Linked DNA regions of Mus musculus: region 1 is linked to region 2. A link is a contact called in public Hi-C data. All regions are on one chromosome and are shown on one strand. The core of a region is the stretch at or near the end of the contact, and the rest is flanking DNA. Distances in the headings are between cores, read along the strand shown.

Evidence for each region. Hi-C and Micro-C count contacts between places; a contact is called where the count stands out from the background.
Region 1: a Hi-C map of bone marrow-derived macrophages shows a contact between it and region 2, with 63 read pairs. The contact joins the enhancer-like site here to the promoter of Srp14 in region 2. A contact is called at or near these places in 2 of 39 promoter capture datasets (frontonasal cranial neural crest and macrophages), 5 of 15 datasets of contacts at CTCF or cohesin (CD8 T cells, the NIH/3T3 cell line, large pre-B cells and 2 more), 16 of 484 Hi-C or Micro-C datasets (the 63-12 cell line, the AML12 cell line, B cells and 10 more), 17 of 115 datasets of contacts at active chromatin or transcription factors (the 230-238 cell line, CD4 single positive thymocytes, CD8 T cells and 10 more) and 3 of 9 other capture datasets (adipose tissue, liver and pancreatic islet).

What each region holds. Positions count from the first base shown.
Region 1 is chr2:118,556,277-118,564,099 of GRCm38.p6, forward strand. No RefSeq gene overlaps it. Among named protein-coding and RNA genes, the nearest start is that of Bmf, 11 kb to the left of the region's middle. Within about 2 kb of position 5,930, at least 44 of the 459 cell types and tissues checked have an H3K27ac peak or open chromatin away from gene starts, as enhancers often do. A contact at or near this core is called in the 230-238 cell line, the 63-12 cell line, B cells and 4 more, where this site is marked.
Region 2 is chr2:118,478,444-118,485,443 of GRCm38.p6, forward strand. Srp14 (signal recognition particle 14) reads right to left here and starts at 1,253. Exons shown (of 5, transcript NM_009273.4): 1 at 1,148-1,253; 2 at 935-1,007; 3 at 478-590. The coding sequence starts at 1,171. It also overlaps the pseudogene Gm13983.

The DNA of each region.
Region 1 (7,823 bases), core at 4,680-7,179, 83 kb after region 2:
TCACGCATATTTCCTCCTTTGAGAGAAATCAATATTTACATGTTTAGAAGAAACCCACTTAAAAATGGGATTGTGGTATATACTGATGGATCAAAAACTGGCATAGGTGCCTATGTGGCTAATAGTAGGGTAGTATCCAAACAATATAATGAAAATTCACCTCAAGTGGTAGAATGTTTAGTGGTTTTAGAAGTTTTAAAAACCTTTTTAGAACCCCTTAATATTGTGTCAGATTCCTGTTATGTGGTTAATGCAGTAAATCTTTTAGAAGTGGCTGGAGTGATTAAGCCTTCCAGTAGAGTTGCCAATATTTTTCAGCAGATACAATTAGTTTTGTTATCTAGAAGATCTCCTGTTTATATTACTCATGTTAGAGCCCATTCAGGCCTACCTGGCCCCATGGCTCTGGGAAATGATTTGGCAGATAAGGCCACTAAAGTGGTGGCTGCTGCCCTATCATCCCCGGTAGAGGCTGCAAGAAATTTTCATAACAATTTTCATGTGACGGCTGAAACATTACGCAGTCGTTTCTCCTTGACAAGAAAAGAGAGAGCAGCGTTGGGGGATAATGTCGACATTTCCACTCCCAATGACGGTGATGTATAATGCTCAAGTATTCTCCTGCTTTTTTACCACTAACTAGAAACTGGGTTTGGCCTTGATTCAGACAGCCTTGGCTCTGTCTGGACAGGTCCAGACAACTGACACCATTAACACTTTGTCAGCCTCAGTGACTACAGTCATAGATAAACAGGCCTCAGCTAATGTCAAGATACAGAGAGGTCTCATGCTGGTTAATCAACTCATAGATCTTGTCCAGATACAACTAGATGTATTATGACAAATAACTCAGCAGGGATGTGAACAAAAGTTTCCGGGATTGTGTGTTATTTTCCATTCAGTATGTTAAATTTACTAGGGCAGCTAAATTGTCAAAAAGTCTTTTTCAGTATATGTTACAGAATTGGATGGCTGAATTTGAACAGATCCTTCGGGAATTGAGACTTCAGGTCAACTCCACGCGCTTGGACCTGTCGCTGACCAAAGGATTACCCAATTGGATCTCCTCAGCATTTTCTTTCTTTAAAAAATGGGTGGGATTAATACTATTTGGAGATACACTTTGCTGTGGATTAGTGTTGCTTCTTTGATTGGTCTGTAAGCTTAAGGCCCAAACTAAGAGAGACAAGGTGGTTATTGCCCAGGCGCTTGCAGGACTAGAACATGGAGCTTCCCCTGATATATCTATGCTTAGGCAATAGGTCGCTGGCCACTCAGCTCTTATATCCCATGAGGCTAGTCTCATTGCACGGGATAGAGTGAGTGTGCTTCAGCAGCCCGAGAGAGTTGCACGGCTAAGCACTGCAATGGAAAGGCTCTGCGGCATATATGAGCCTATTCTAGGGAGACATGTCATCTTTCATGAAGGTTCAGTGTCCTAGTTCCCTTCCCCCAGGCAAAACGACACGGGAGCAGGTCAGGGTTGCTCTGGGTAAAAGCCTGTGAGCCTAAGAGCTAATCCTGTACATGGCTCCTTTACCTACACACTGGGGATTTGACCTCTATCTCCACTCTCATTAATATGGGTGGCCTATTTGCTCTTATTAAAAGGAAAGGGGGAGATGTTGGGAGCCGCCCCCACATTCGCCGTCACAAGATGGCGTTGACATCCTGTGTTCTAAGTGGTAAACAAATAATCTGCGCATGTGCCAAGGGTATTTACGACTACTTGTACTCTGCTTTTCCCGTGAACGTCAGCTCGGCCATGGGCTGCAGCCAATCAGGGAGTGATGCGTCCTAAGTGAAGGGTCACTCCTCCTTAAAGGGGACGGGGTTTTCCGCCACTCTCTCTCGCTGGCATCTCTCTGGCTCTGCGCGCCCGGCGCTCGCTCGCTGCCTAAAGATGTAAACAATAGAGCACGCTCTGCGCTTTGGCGCGCCGGAGCTCTGGCTCCTAAAAATATTGAGGGGCTTTCGTTTCTGGGGCTGGGCGCTGGGCACTTGCTCTCCTGGCTCCCAAAGATGTTAGCAATAAAGTTTTGCCGCAGAAGATTTTGGTCTGTGGTGTTCTTCCTGGCCGGTCGTGAGAACGCGTCTAATAACAAATAATCACTTAGGGATTCTATGGGCTCAAAGAAAAGTCCTTCTGTGAACAAGAGGCACCCAAAGGAAGGGAGTCTCAAGTTGTCACTATCAACTTACATTTACCTTTCAAGGATCTGTGGCCCACATGTCTGGGTCAGGTCCTGCTATCAGGTGAACACAGAGAGCTGTCAAGACAGGTGGAACGTCTCTGGTGTGGTATCTGAGTCCAGTAGGTGCTGCATTTGGCTTGCATGCTTCCTTTACGTTCCTATAGAATCTTCTAGAACTTCAGATAGATCGTTCTTTCTGCACACTCTGAACTTTCCCTCCTTGCTTCCTTCTCTTTCCCACAGATCTTTTGATCTCTTAGCCTCCCTATCTCTTTTCTGGCTAATTCCAGAATCCTCTGCCTCTCTCTGGTCTCACCTTGAGCCACAATGATGACCATGGTCAGCTCTTTACCAGTTCAAAACACTCCACAACTTTGGCTTTTTTTGCGGTAAGGTCTCTATTTGTCTCTCTTGAGCTAAGATCATGATCAAGAAAGATCTTGAGCTCAAGACCTTTCTGCCTCCAGCCCTCCGAGTACTGGATCACCATCCAAGTGGTGGGATATGCTACCATACCCAGCAAAAGACTAAATGTTAGTGGAAATCTCCAGGTGGAAACACTAATCTTAAGGTTATCTTCCCCATTTGAAAATGGTTTGTTTATGCCTGAATTACTGTTTATTGCTATACATACACACTGTAGAGGAATATATGTATTTATACTATTTAATTTAAACTGGTAATCAAGTTTATGGTAATCTTCCTTCCTCAGAGTCTCAAATGTTGGGATTACTATTGAATGCTACCACACCTCACCAGGTAAGATTTTGTTTAATAATTTTTTATGTTATATGCATGTGTGTTTTATGTTTGGGCACATGTATCTGTGTACACAAATGTAGTTACAGATGAGCACTGTTTGTGTGTTTCTCTTTTCTATCATTCTCTGCCTGGCGTGGTTTAGTATTTGAATAAATATGAAAGTGTCCTTTTTTGGCAAGCCCAGCTTTAATTGCTATTACTGGATTAGTTTGTCTAAAGAAATGTCAAGCTACAACGTGAAACTGGGTGGTGATCAGGTCATTTCAGGCTTTTATGTAGCCAAGTCTATTCTAGATATAAATACCCTTAAGCACTGAAGGAGCAAGCCTATGAATTCTGAACTCTTCCCCTCGATCAGACCTGCTTCTGAGGCTGCTCCAGGCTTCATCACCAGCAGTCATATGACCTTTTAATAACAAAACTAAACACCAAAATAATCCTGAATTTCCCAGCTGTAGAAGATCATCAAAAAAGTTTTATAATAGACTTATAGTTTAATAAAATGTGTTTCATGTCTGGCCTCTCTTACAATGAAGGTATAAAGTATGTAAGACTGTTAGGTCCACATTGGGCTCCCCAAATGGTAGTGCTGGTGAGAATGTCCTAAACAGAAGGATTGTTACCAGATAAACGGAGCCTTAAATTCAACATCCTTCATGGATTTTCTAAAGTGATTTTCTGTTTATCAGGAACCTCCCTTAATCCACCCCACACGTCAACTACCTTGGACATCTAGTTCCGGGTCAATCCAAACAATCCTGTATTAGCTCAAAGCCTCCCCCTCCCTGTTAACATATAAAATTTACTTGCTTTCTGCAATTTTGTGCTCCCACACACCCAGAGATAGCCTTGGCAGCTTGATCCCTAATAAGCGTTTATTTCTACCTATGGAGGGGTCTAGTTATGACCTCTGCATAAATTCTCAGTATAAATTCTTACTGACCTCTCCAGCATCTTCCAGATAGATGATCATTCTTAACTGTGTTTTGGGACTAGGCAAGTTTTCAGAGGGAAGAAGAAAAGAATCTTGTTTTGGAGTCCAATTCCTTGGCCAGTGTTCCTCAAGCTTGCTTGTTTTCTTATTTGTGTGAAGGTTTGTTTCAGTGCTTATAGCTTGAATATTCCCTGTAAGTAGAAAGCGTTCTACTTCATTTCATTGGGTTGGGGGTGGATGTTGTTTTTGGTTTTTTTTTTTTTTTTTTTTTTTACAGTTCTAGAAATAGAACATGAGACAAATGCTAAGCCAGAGCTTTACCACTGAGCTACTCCATTCAAGCTACATTTCTTTGTCACTTAAAAGATAGGGTTGACAAAATTGCTCAGTGGTTAAAGATGCATGCCAGGAAAACTTAGCAACTTCAGTTTTACCCTGCTGCTCAAGGCGGAAGGAGTGAACCGATGACACGTGCACCGTGGCATACACAATACACACATCATAATAATAAATAAATTTAAATTTTTTATACTAGTGTTGAAAAATGATTTTGAGTTTTTAAAAATTTAGTCTTTTTGCTGGCTGGTGAAGCCTTTATTCCCAGCACTCAGGAGGCAGAGGCAGGCGGATCTCTGAGTCTGTGGCCAGCCTGTTCTACAGAGTGAGTTTCAGGACAGCCAGGGTTACATGGAGAAAGCCTGTTTCAAAAATTCAAAAGGAGGAAAAACATATATAGTCTTTTGAAAACGTTCCGCATCAACGCACACTAAGCACAACTCTCACCTCCAAGAGGATAAGGGATTATTCGGAAGCCAAAACGTGAAGGACCATGGCCTAGGAACACAGATTTATGCTACCCTAACTTTCATGATGCTTTTATAATAACAGAACAAAGTCTTTTCTTTTAATTACTTTATTTATTTTGTATATATATGAGTACACTGTTGCTGACTTCAGACACACCAGAAGAGGGCATCTGATCCCATTACAGATGGTTGTGAGCCACCATGTGGTTGCTGGGAATTGAACTCAGGACCTCTGGAAGAGCAGTCAGTGCTCTTAACCACTGAGCCATCTCTCCAGCCCACCCCCCCTACCCCCCCAAAACAAAGTCTTATGGCAGTTTTTTTTTTTTCAAATAAATTTGTGGAAATATTAAGTAGGTGGTTACAGCCAAATGGAAAAAATCTCAGTGCTAGGCCTCGAATGCTGGCTGGTGATGCTCTTAGCTTTTTGATTGGTGGAAACTGGATTTCATTATGTTAATTACATTCTAAAAGGCTTTAGTCTCGTGATGTTAGGTCAAACACAAAGGTAGGCAAGGAATGGCTGCTTAGAGGTTAAAGATAACCCATGGTAACTGTAATTAGACTCTGGGCCTGTAACACTGTAGCCTCTCCACAATCATTCAATTTTTAACCAGTTGATTGTCCTTGGAGAAGATTGAGTTTAAGGGTAGCTTCTCTCTGGGCACCTTCACTTACAGCCCACTGGCACAATAAAGGCATGAGGGTTATGGGACCAACCAGCTGCTATCCGATCAGCTCTGAGGCTCGCTCTCCAGGAAGGAACTCATGTGTAGTAAAACCTGTCAAAAGCCCAGGTCTGAAGGAAAACCTACATGTCTAGGGAAACCTCCTATTGTTTAGTTAAATGGTTATGTTGTCAAATTTCTTTCTAAATATCTACCTAGATTTGTACTACTCTCAACTGTGGTCAGGGGAGCCGATTTTTTTCAGTGGGCCTCTGGGTTAATATGGTGACTCCTGGTTAAAGTGGGAGACTGAGGGACTGTCAGCTTTCAGTTTTCAGGTCAGGACACATTAAGGAAGAGCAGGAAGGTGGGGAGGATGTCTTCTGACACGACAGGACTGTCACACTCATGAACCCACAGCAGACTAGCACACGATCAGGCCAGTCAAAATCCCAGCGTGGATGAGAGGGAGTTTATGTGGCTCCCCCTAGTTGAGGAGCCATTGGCACCAGTGCTAGGAGGAGAGCCATTTTTCCTCAGGGGTGTGGCTACTGGTAGGTACCCATGCTCTGGTGGGTAGTTCCCCCCGCCCCTGTGTACACAGGGCAGTACTAATTGGACTCAGTGGGTTGGTTGTTTGTCTTTTTAAAAGAAGAAGAGGATATGAGATGGGGAGGGGCCCATGTTGGAGGGGGGGTCTAGGGGAAGTTGGAGGTGGGGGTAGATATGATCAAAATACATTATATGTACATATGAAATTCTCAAAGAACAAATACAAATTATAGTACTAAAAAATTAGGTATTGGGGGGGATAGACAATCTTATTATGTAGCCCAAGATGACCTCAAACTTAGAGTCGACTTGCCTCAACCTTACCAGTGCTAGGATTACAGGCATATGTTTTTGTGTTTTATTTTGAGAACTTTGTTTCACTTTGCCTTTGGCAATAAGGTCACTTCCTAGTTTCATACAATCCCAATGGGCTTAACTGAAATAATTATCACTTCCTCTCTAAAAAGAAACTTTCACAGTATTTATTAAGCACACTCTATGTGCCCCAAGATACCGGGTGGGTGTCTCATCCGGGTTCCATTTCCAGTAGCCCATTGGAATTGAAGGAAGAGGTAGGAATCCTTGGAGAGTCAATTGGTTTGGCACAGATAACACCTTAAGACAATGCTGTTACCTAAGAAGTCAGTGTAAACCAGATGTGGTGGTCCATGTCTGTAATCCTCCCACTTTGGAGATTGAGGCAGGGTGATTCCCACAAGTTTTGCCTAGGAAATCTTAGCTATCCTAGGCTACAGTGATAGAGACTCTGTCCCAAAAAGGAAGTTTGTTTGTTTTTTAAAAGAGGTAACATAAAACATAAGAACAACCTTTAGACTCTGACACATAGAGATTCACACTCAGCTTTGCACCCATTATAAAGTAGCTTCTAAGTTGTCACATCATCTATCAGATGGGGTCCTTGCATAACACTGGAGAATGAACTGTCCTGTTATAAATGGATACAAATAAAAGCAATACAAATAAATACAAGAACCTTTGTAGAGCACTTTTGTACATAAGAGATATTCAACAAACAGTAGCTATTACTGTGTGTTCCTTGTGATAAAAATTCACACACACACACACACACACACACACACTGAGATGGCTCAGTAGGTAAAGGTACTTTCTGCCAAGACTGAGCTTGATCCCTGGACCCATTAACCAACTCCCATAAGTTGTCCTCTGACTTCCATACCTGTACTGTGCCACCTGCACCCGAAAACATCCACTCACATATTTTTATTTTATTTTATTTTATTTTTTTCTTATAAAAAACAATATTTAATTGGGGCTGGCTTACAGGTTCAGAGGTTCAGTCAGTTATCATTAAGGTGGAAGTATGGCAGTATCCAGGCAGGCATGGTGCAGGCAGAGCTGAGAGTTCTATGTCTTCATCCAAAGGCTGCTAGTGGAAGTCTGACTTCCAGGCAATTAGGGTGAGGATCTTATGCCCACACCCACAGTGGCACACCTACTCCAACCAAGTCACACCACACTCACATATTTTTAAATAGATAAGTGCAATAAAAATATTTTAAATCCACAAAATAAATGGAAAAAAACCCCACACACAAACAAAACCATTGGCTCTGTTTTTCATAAGTCAGATGCAAAACAAACTGTAGAATGTTAAAAACATAAGTTATCTCTAAAAGCATGTATAGAATATAACTACTATAAGAATATATAAGACATGTATGTAAATGCTTTATACCAAAATTCCTGACACATAACACTTGCTTGGAGGCTGTCTTTGTTAAGGTTGCTATTGCCATGATGAATAAATACCATAATTAAAGCAAGCCAGGGAGAAAAGGGTTTATTTGCCTCTCTATCGCTGCTCATCCTGAAGGAAGTCAGAACAGGAACTCAAACAGGGCACGAATTCAAACCTGGAGGCAGG
Region 2 (7,000 bases), core at 3-2,502:
ACCCACCCCCTCCACCAAAAAGAAGCAGAAGTAGATCCTGATCCCACAACAGCCTGGGAGTGACAGGCCAAAATGACAGGGAAGGGGGACCCGGACCTAATCCTGACATGCCCCTCCTCCCTCGGGGTGGGGGTGAGGCTCAACCCAGAGCGATGACTTAGCGGGATGAAGACCCTGGCTTGGGTCACATCTCCAACTTCACAAAAACCATCACTGTCATCTGTCTCAGTTGATGAGACACTCCTGTGACACCAGCACGGGCTGAAGCGCCTGGTGTGAGCTTCCTAAATCACAAGTTCAAAGTCAGCCTGAGTAGACTGCAAGACACTATTTTAATTTTTTTTAAATGTGTTCCCCTAGCTAGCACTGAGATAGGTTGCTCCTGTACCTTGGCTACTTGAGAGAAAACTGACTTTTTCTGAGTCGGCCAGGCCAACTCAAAAGAAAGCAGAGCCTTAAGAAAGGCCTCCAGCTCACCACGGTGCTGATCTTCCTTTTCCCATCCGTGGCTCTCAACAGACACTTGTTTTCTGCGGGCTCGAGGCCCTCCACAGAACTCTTCCTCGGGATAGGTTTGGTGCGACCGTCATCTGTGTTTAAGAAAAAAAAAAGTCCACCCAGGTAAACACCACCACAGGCGTTGCTTCTGGGTCCAAAGTGATGATCGTAAGGAAGGGTCCGCCATCACTCAGGATACAGCCAAAACTAGGAGCAACGACTCGCTCGATAAACACTGGGACCCCGAGGCATATTCTTCCTCACTAACGGAGCGGGGGCCGGGCTGCCTGACAACGGGCGTCGGACACACTTGGGGCCCCACTGTCACGGTGAGTGGGTGGCCGGCGCCGCACCGGCCACGAGCCCCGGAGGTGGCCGGTGCGGACAGGCCGGGGGCCGGGCTGTCCCCTCCCAGGCGGCCCCGGAGATTGCTTACATTTCTTGAGGGTGATGAACACGCTGCCCGACGAGCGGCACTTCTGGAAGAGCCTGGTCAGCTCCGTCAGGAACTGCAACACAACACGCCCCGTTAGGCAGCCTCCGCTCCTCGCCCCGCCGCCTCACGGCCCCGGCCCGCCCGCAAAGGGAGAACCGCGACCCGAGCTGACCCCACTCGCTCGAGTCCCGGGCCCTCCGGGGCCGCCGGTACCTGCTCGCTCTCGAGCAACACCATCCTGGGCTCCGCAGGTCCGACGCCGTCAGCAGAAGCCTCCAGCGGTTACAGCCGGAAAACTCGCTCGCGCTGGGCGGGACTTCCGCTTTAGTTGCACGTCTTCCGTCAATCCTCGCTTCGCTCGGGTTGCCTTGCGCCTGCGCGCTCGGCGCCTCCTCCCGCGTCTATCCAGGATGAGGAGTGACGCTTGCTTTCGGTGGTTGGACTGCGTTGTCAAGCTACACCGTAGGCTGTAGGAGGGAATGAGAGCAAAAGAAAGACTGGATAGACATATGCAAGTCACCCAAGAGTCCACTGACTCACTTTCCCCATTTTTTACACAATGATCTGGTTTCTCAGAACTTGCTGATGAAGATGAAGATGTGAGGTGTTTTTATAGATGCATTGTTTACATTTAGGAATAAGTGGCCAAGGAGCTCCAAGTTAAACTCAAAGCCGAAAGCTAAAACAGCAGAGTTCGCTGTTTCAGTATCTTTGTTTGAGGTATCTTTAGACAAAGAGTACTTGCTCTGAAGGCACTGTTGATCTATCTCATCGGCAGTGCTGAAGTCAGCAGGAAGCACAGGCTAGACCCCAGAAAAAGGTGCTTTTTTTTTTGTTTTGTTTTTTTTTTTTTGTTTCCAGGGTCCATAGTTTTTTCTTTCTATCCTACTTCAGAGGGTGGGAAAATATGTGAAAGTGATTGGAGAAGGAGCCGGGGATCACACGGGGCCTTTGCCACCGTTAGCAGGGCCCATAGCCACAGAAGGCTCAGATGTTGTTCCTGGTAGAAAGAGGGGAGTGGGGAGGGAGTGGCTCATCGGTGGAGTGTGAGTATCTGGATTTAAGATGTTTAAAAATCTTAAATTCAGACAAGAATGATGGCCCATGACTTTAATCTCAGCACTCAGGAGGCAGAGACAGGCAGAGGATCTCTGAGTTCAAGGCCAGCCTAAAGTGGAAACTTCTGGTTTCTTTGGTAAATCGGTTATATCAAAGAACATTTCGCTGAAGCAGACACAGGTAAAAGGATGTTTAGAAAGAATGAGAGATGAAGGATTCTTCGATAACAACATGCATGCATTGGTTCACCTTACATTGAGTAGCTGAGCTCCGTTTGTCATGACCCCATAGAGAGAAATGCACACACACACACACACACACACACACACAAAAACTTCTGGTGATATGCTGCAGTTTCTTGCCACTTCCTCGGACTCCAGCCAATTGGCAGAGTGATGTCAGCTGATACAGACTCATGGAGTTTTGCTAAGTCAGACTGAGGCAAGACCCTTAGAGGACACGTGATGTTTGGAGGGAGTATAAATAGGACTCAATGGACAGTGATGGGGGCTTGCATAGTTAGTTTTGGAGTGCTTCTCGGTCTTGCGTCTTCAATGATCTTCACGTCATTCAGAGAGACATGGCAGAGAACTTCTCCTGGCTTAATTGCTCCTGCTGGTTTTGGTGGAGGCCTGGCAGTTTCTGCTAGGTCATGCCACCACTGCTGATTCATGTTTGCCATCCCAACACTTCTGAGTTGGACTGCTGGGCTGCTTCTCGGTGTATTAATGAAGTATTTGCGAGTGGATGGAGCTGCTGCTACTGAACGCTATGAACTGAACTGCTGATTTCCTGACAATGGGGGTGGGATTTGCTCCAAAGAATAATTTCTAAACAGATACACTTCCCCTGTATCCTAATAACCTGTAGGTAGTGGGCTAGAAGGGAGGTTAGAGCATTTAGGAACCATTATTAAAAGTAGGGTTTGAGAAAATTCAAAAGTTACGCCAACCTGGTCTAGAGTAAATTCCAGGAGAGCCAAAGAAACCATGTCTCGAAAACCCGAAAAGCAAATCCAGAGAGAAGGTCTTGATAAGAATGCCGTACACAGACAATGAAAATCATATTTATATTTGAAAGATTCCCCCACCTGTGGCATAGAGAACACACTATAAAGAAGGCAGAACTGAGTGTATCTACACGTGCCTATAATCCCAGAGATAAGGAAACTAAAGTAGGAAGGTAGATGGCAAATTTGAGCCCTGCCTGGGCTACAGAGTGAGTTCTAGGCCAGTGTCTTAGGGTTTCTACTGCTGGGATGAAAACACCATGACCAAAAAGCAAGTCATGGAGGGAAGGGTTTATTCAGTTTATACTTCCAGAGCACAGTTCCATCACTGAAGGAAGTCAAGACAGGGACTCAAACAGGGCTGGTACCTGGAGGTGGGAGTTGATGCAGAGGTTATAGAGGGGTGCTGCTTACTGGCTTGCTCAGCCTGCTTTCCTATAGAACCCAGGACTGCCATCCTAGGGATGGCACCACCCACAGTGGACTGGGCCCTCCCCTACTGATCACACTTATTGATAAAATGTCTTACAGATGAATCTCATGAAGACATTTCCTCAACTGAGGCTTCTTCCTCTCTGATAACTCTACTTGTGTCGAGTTGAAACACAGAGCCTGCTAATATAGCCAGCCTTGGCTACATGGGGAAATCTTTCTTAGAGAAAGAGACACAGAGACAGGCAGAGAGAGAGAGAGAGAGAGAGAGCTATGCATGTTGATACATAGTTTTAATCTCAGCATGCACTAGGCAAAGGCAGTCCAAAAGCAGTCAGATATCTGTGAGTTGGATGCCAGCCTAGTCTATGAAGCAAGTTTGGCTAGCCAAGGCTACATAGTGAGACCTTGTCTCAAATAAATAAATAAATAAATAAATAAATAAATAAATAAATAAATAAATAAATAAATAAGAAAGCGGAAAGTGGGAGCCCAACTAGAAGATTGTGCTAGCTTCCTATTGCCTCCATACCAAGCCCCAAATCTCGCTTCACACAGCAGACATTTACTATTTTTCATCTCAGGGCAGCTCGAGGGATGGTTCAGTGGCCAACAACCCTTGTTGCTCTTGCAGGGGATCTGCGTTCCATTCCCAGCACTCACAGGGTGGCTCACAACTGTCCTTAACCCCAATTCCAGAGGACCCAACAGACAAATACTTGGTGCACAGACATGCATACAGGGCAAAACATTCATAAGTATAAAGAAAAATCTTTAAAACATGAAATTTTAAAAATTTATTCTTTTATACCTCTGGATCAGAAGTCAAGAAAAAACGGTGTGTTTAGAGGGCTGAATTCCATCTGGAAGCTTTCAGGAAGAATGTGTTTCTTAACAGTCTAGATGCTACTCACATTCCTTGGCTCATGGTCATGGCCTCTTCTTCAAATCACCACAAGCTCCATGTTCTCATGGTTACATCTACTACTAGCCATAATTAATGGTCTTGCCTTTCCCACCCCCCCCCACACACAAAAGCAGTTTTTATTTGAGGCAAGGAGAAATCTGACCCAAAGGATTACAGTTCTAAGCACTCACAACTTAACTGTTAGTGGCATTCCTTGGGCTATATAAATCTTGCTCCTCTTTGATTGGAAAAGGTGCTTGTGTTGAATGTCCTCCAGTTGGGTAAGAAGAAAGACCAAGAAAGGCTGGAAGAAACAGCTTAGCTACTGACAAAGCTCTCCAGATCTTACGTTCAACTAACACATCCTTGCTGTCTGATCTGCAAGGCACCACCCAGTGCAGGCAGGGGCCATGTAACACTTAAAAGGACAGATGCGGGCAGGCCATGTGACAAAAGGACAGACGAGGCAGGAAGAACAGGTGCACATTGCTTGGGGAGGAGCAGGCATCAGAGCTTCAGACTCCTGTGTGGAAGAGGTCATCCTTGTATTTGTCACAGCTCCTCAAGGCGCACACCCTCCATCCAGTTCCTGTTGGGGCTGAGTAGATTAGTCTCATCATTGACGCTCAGCTGGAAGTCAAAGACCTTTAAGCTCTCAACAATGTGTGCGGGTGTCACAGACTTGGGGATTGACACCAAGTTCTTTTTTGGGAGGAACCAGGTAGCCCCCGGGTTGTAGTTTCATTCTTGGCTGCAGTTGCCTTGGTCTTGGGATCCTCCAGGAAAGAAGGCTCTTCAGGCTTGGCCCAGGGCCTGTCAGGAGAACCAAGGGGACTATACGAGGTCACCCCAATGCCTCTTGGACTGGCAGTACCGAGTCCATTTCTCCTGAGTTAGGTGTGAGTAGCACTCAGTCTGATGAACCACAGGTTTCTATGTTAAGCCAGGTTTGGCTGAGATCCTCTTGATCTGAAGAGGGTTGAAGTCAGAGACACCGATTGCTTTCACCAAACCTTCATGCTCTAGGTGATCCGTGGCTGTCCGAGTGGTCCCCCAAATCAGTGTCACTGAAAATCATGTTTCCTGATGCATCCACAGGAAATAGTCAGGCCCAGGCTTGAAGCCTGCTGGCCAGTGAACAAGGCAGAGGTCCAGGCAGTAGAGTGGCAGGTCGCCGAGTGTCTTCTGGCAGGCTCCTTTCACCATGTCCCTGTCATGCACCGTACACCACAGCTTGCTGATGATGAAGAACTGGTGTGCCCTACCTGTTCCTTGAGTATCTCCTGGAAGACCACTCCCACTGCTTTCTCATTCTGGTGCACTGGGCACAGTCAGGGTGACGGTACCCAATGTCAATAGCAACCTGCACAGCCCTAGTCACTTGGCCAGGAGGATGTCCGGGTACCCAGACCCAGAGCTGGCCATGACTGCGGCATGTTACACACCCTAGCCAACAACTGTGATCCTGCCTTCTTAGGAGGAACACATGAAAGTATGATCAGAAACCTAGGCGTGGGCTGGAGAGATGGCTCAGCAGGTAAGAACACCTGTTGCTGTTGCAGAGGACCCAGGTTCAATTCCCTGCTCCCAGATGACAGTTCACGACTGCCAGTTCCAGGGATCCAATATCCTCTTCTGGTTTCTGAGGACCCCAGGCACGCATATAATACATAGACGCGCATGCAGGCAAAATACTTATACACCAAGACAAAAATAAATCCCTTTTTAAAAAAATGTAGGAGCCTAGTCATGAGCTGAGTGTGGCACACATGCCTGGAAGCGCTGCACTCTGGAGATGGAGGTGGGTGGGAGTTGCTGTTTTAGAGCCAGCAAATACCCGGAATAGCAAAACCCAGGCTCAAAAACAAAACAAAAATAGAGAGTGACCACTTCTGACTTGGCAAATTTGTGTCTCGTGTCCACCTGTCGGTGTCTGTAGACAAATGACTGGAACCTTGATATGGTGAATTATTTAATAAAAGGAAATGATGGTCATGGTTTTTGTTAAAATCTTCGTCATATCTTTTTGTCAAAATTATCATCACTAAGGGAACTGGGTAGATGTAACAACTCATTCAGAGGCAAATAGCAGACACATTTATAAACCAGGAATTCAGAAATGAGTTTGTAAGAGAGTTGCCCCTCCTCTCAACAGAGTTTGTCTGTCCAGGCATAAGAATCTCCGGGACTGCCTGCCATGTGGTCCTTCTCAGCCAAATGAAACGACAGGCTAGAACCAGCCAGCCCTGAGCAATGTCGACAGGAATGCTTTCCCTTGGAAAAAATACACCTATTCTTGTTCTGCTTTGGATTTAAAAAAAAATTTCAAAACTGTATATATATGTAACTATACGCACACACACACACACACACACACACACACACACACGCACACACGCACACACGCACACACACACCTTGAGAGACAAGTTACTTTTTTTTCTTATGAGTTTCTTCTCTGAAAAGCAGGATAGTATTGAAGGTACCCCGTAGCTGCCTAAAGGCCAACTGGTTGGCAGACGTACAGCCAGCCCATCACCAGCTGCCATTTTCTTTCAGATTGCTCTACCAGAGCAGAACATCTGCCCCACCCAACAAAGTGTGGTGTGACCATCTCAAGATGCAGGTCACTGCTAGCCAATAACGGCCAAAGGAAGCC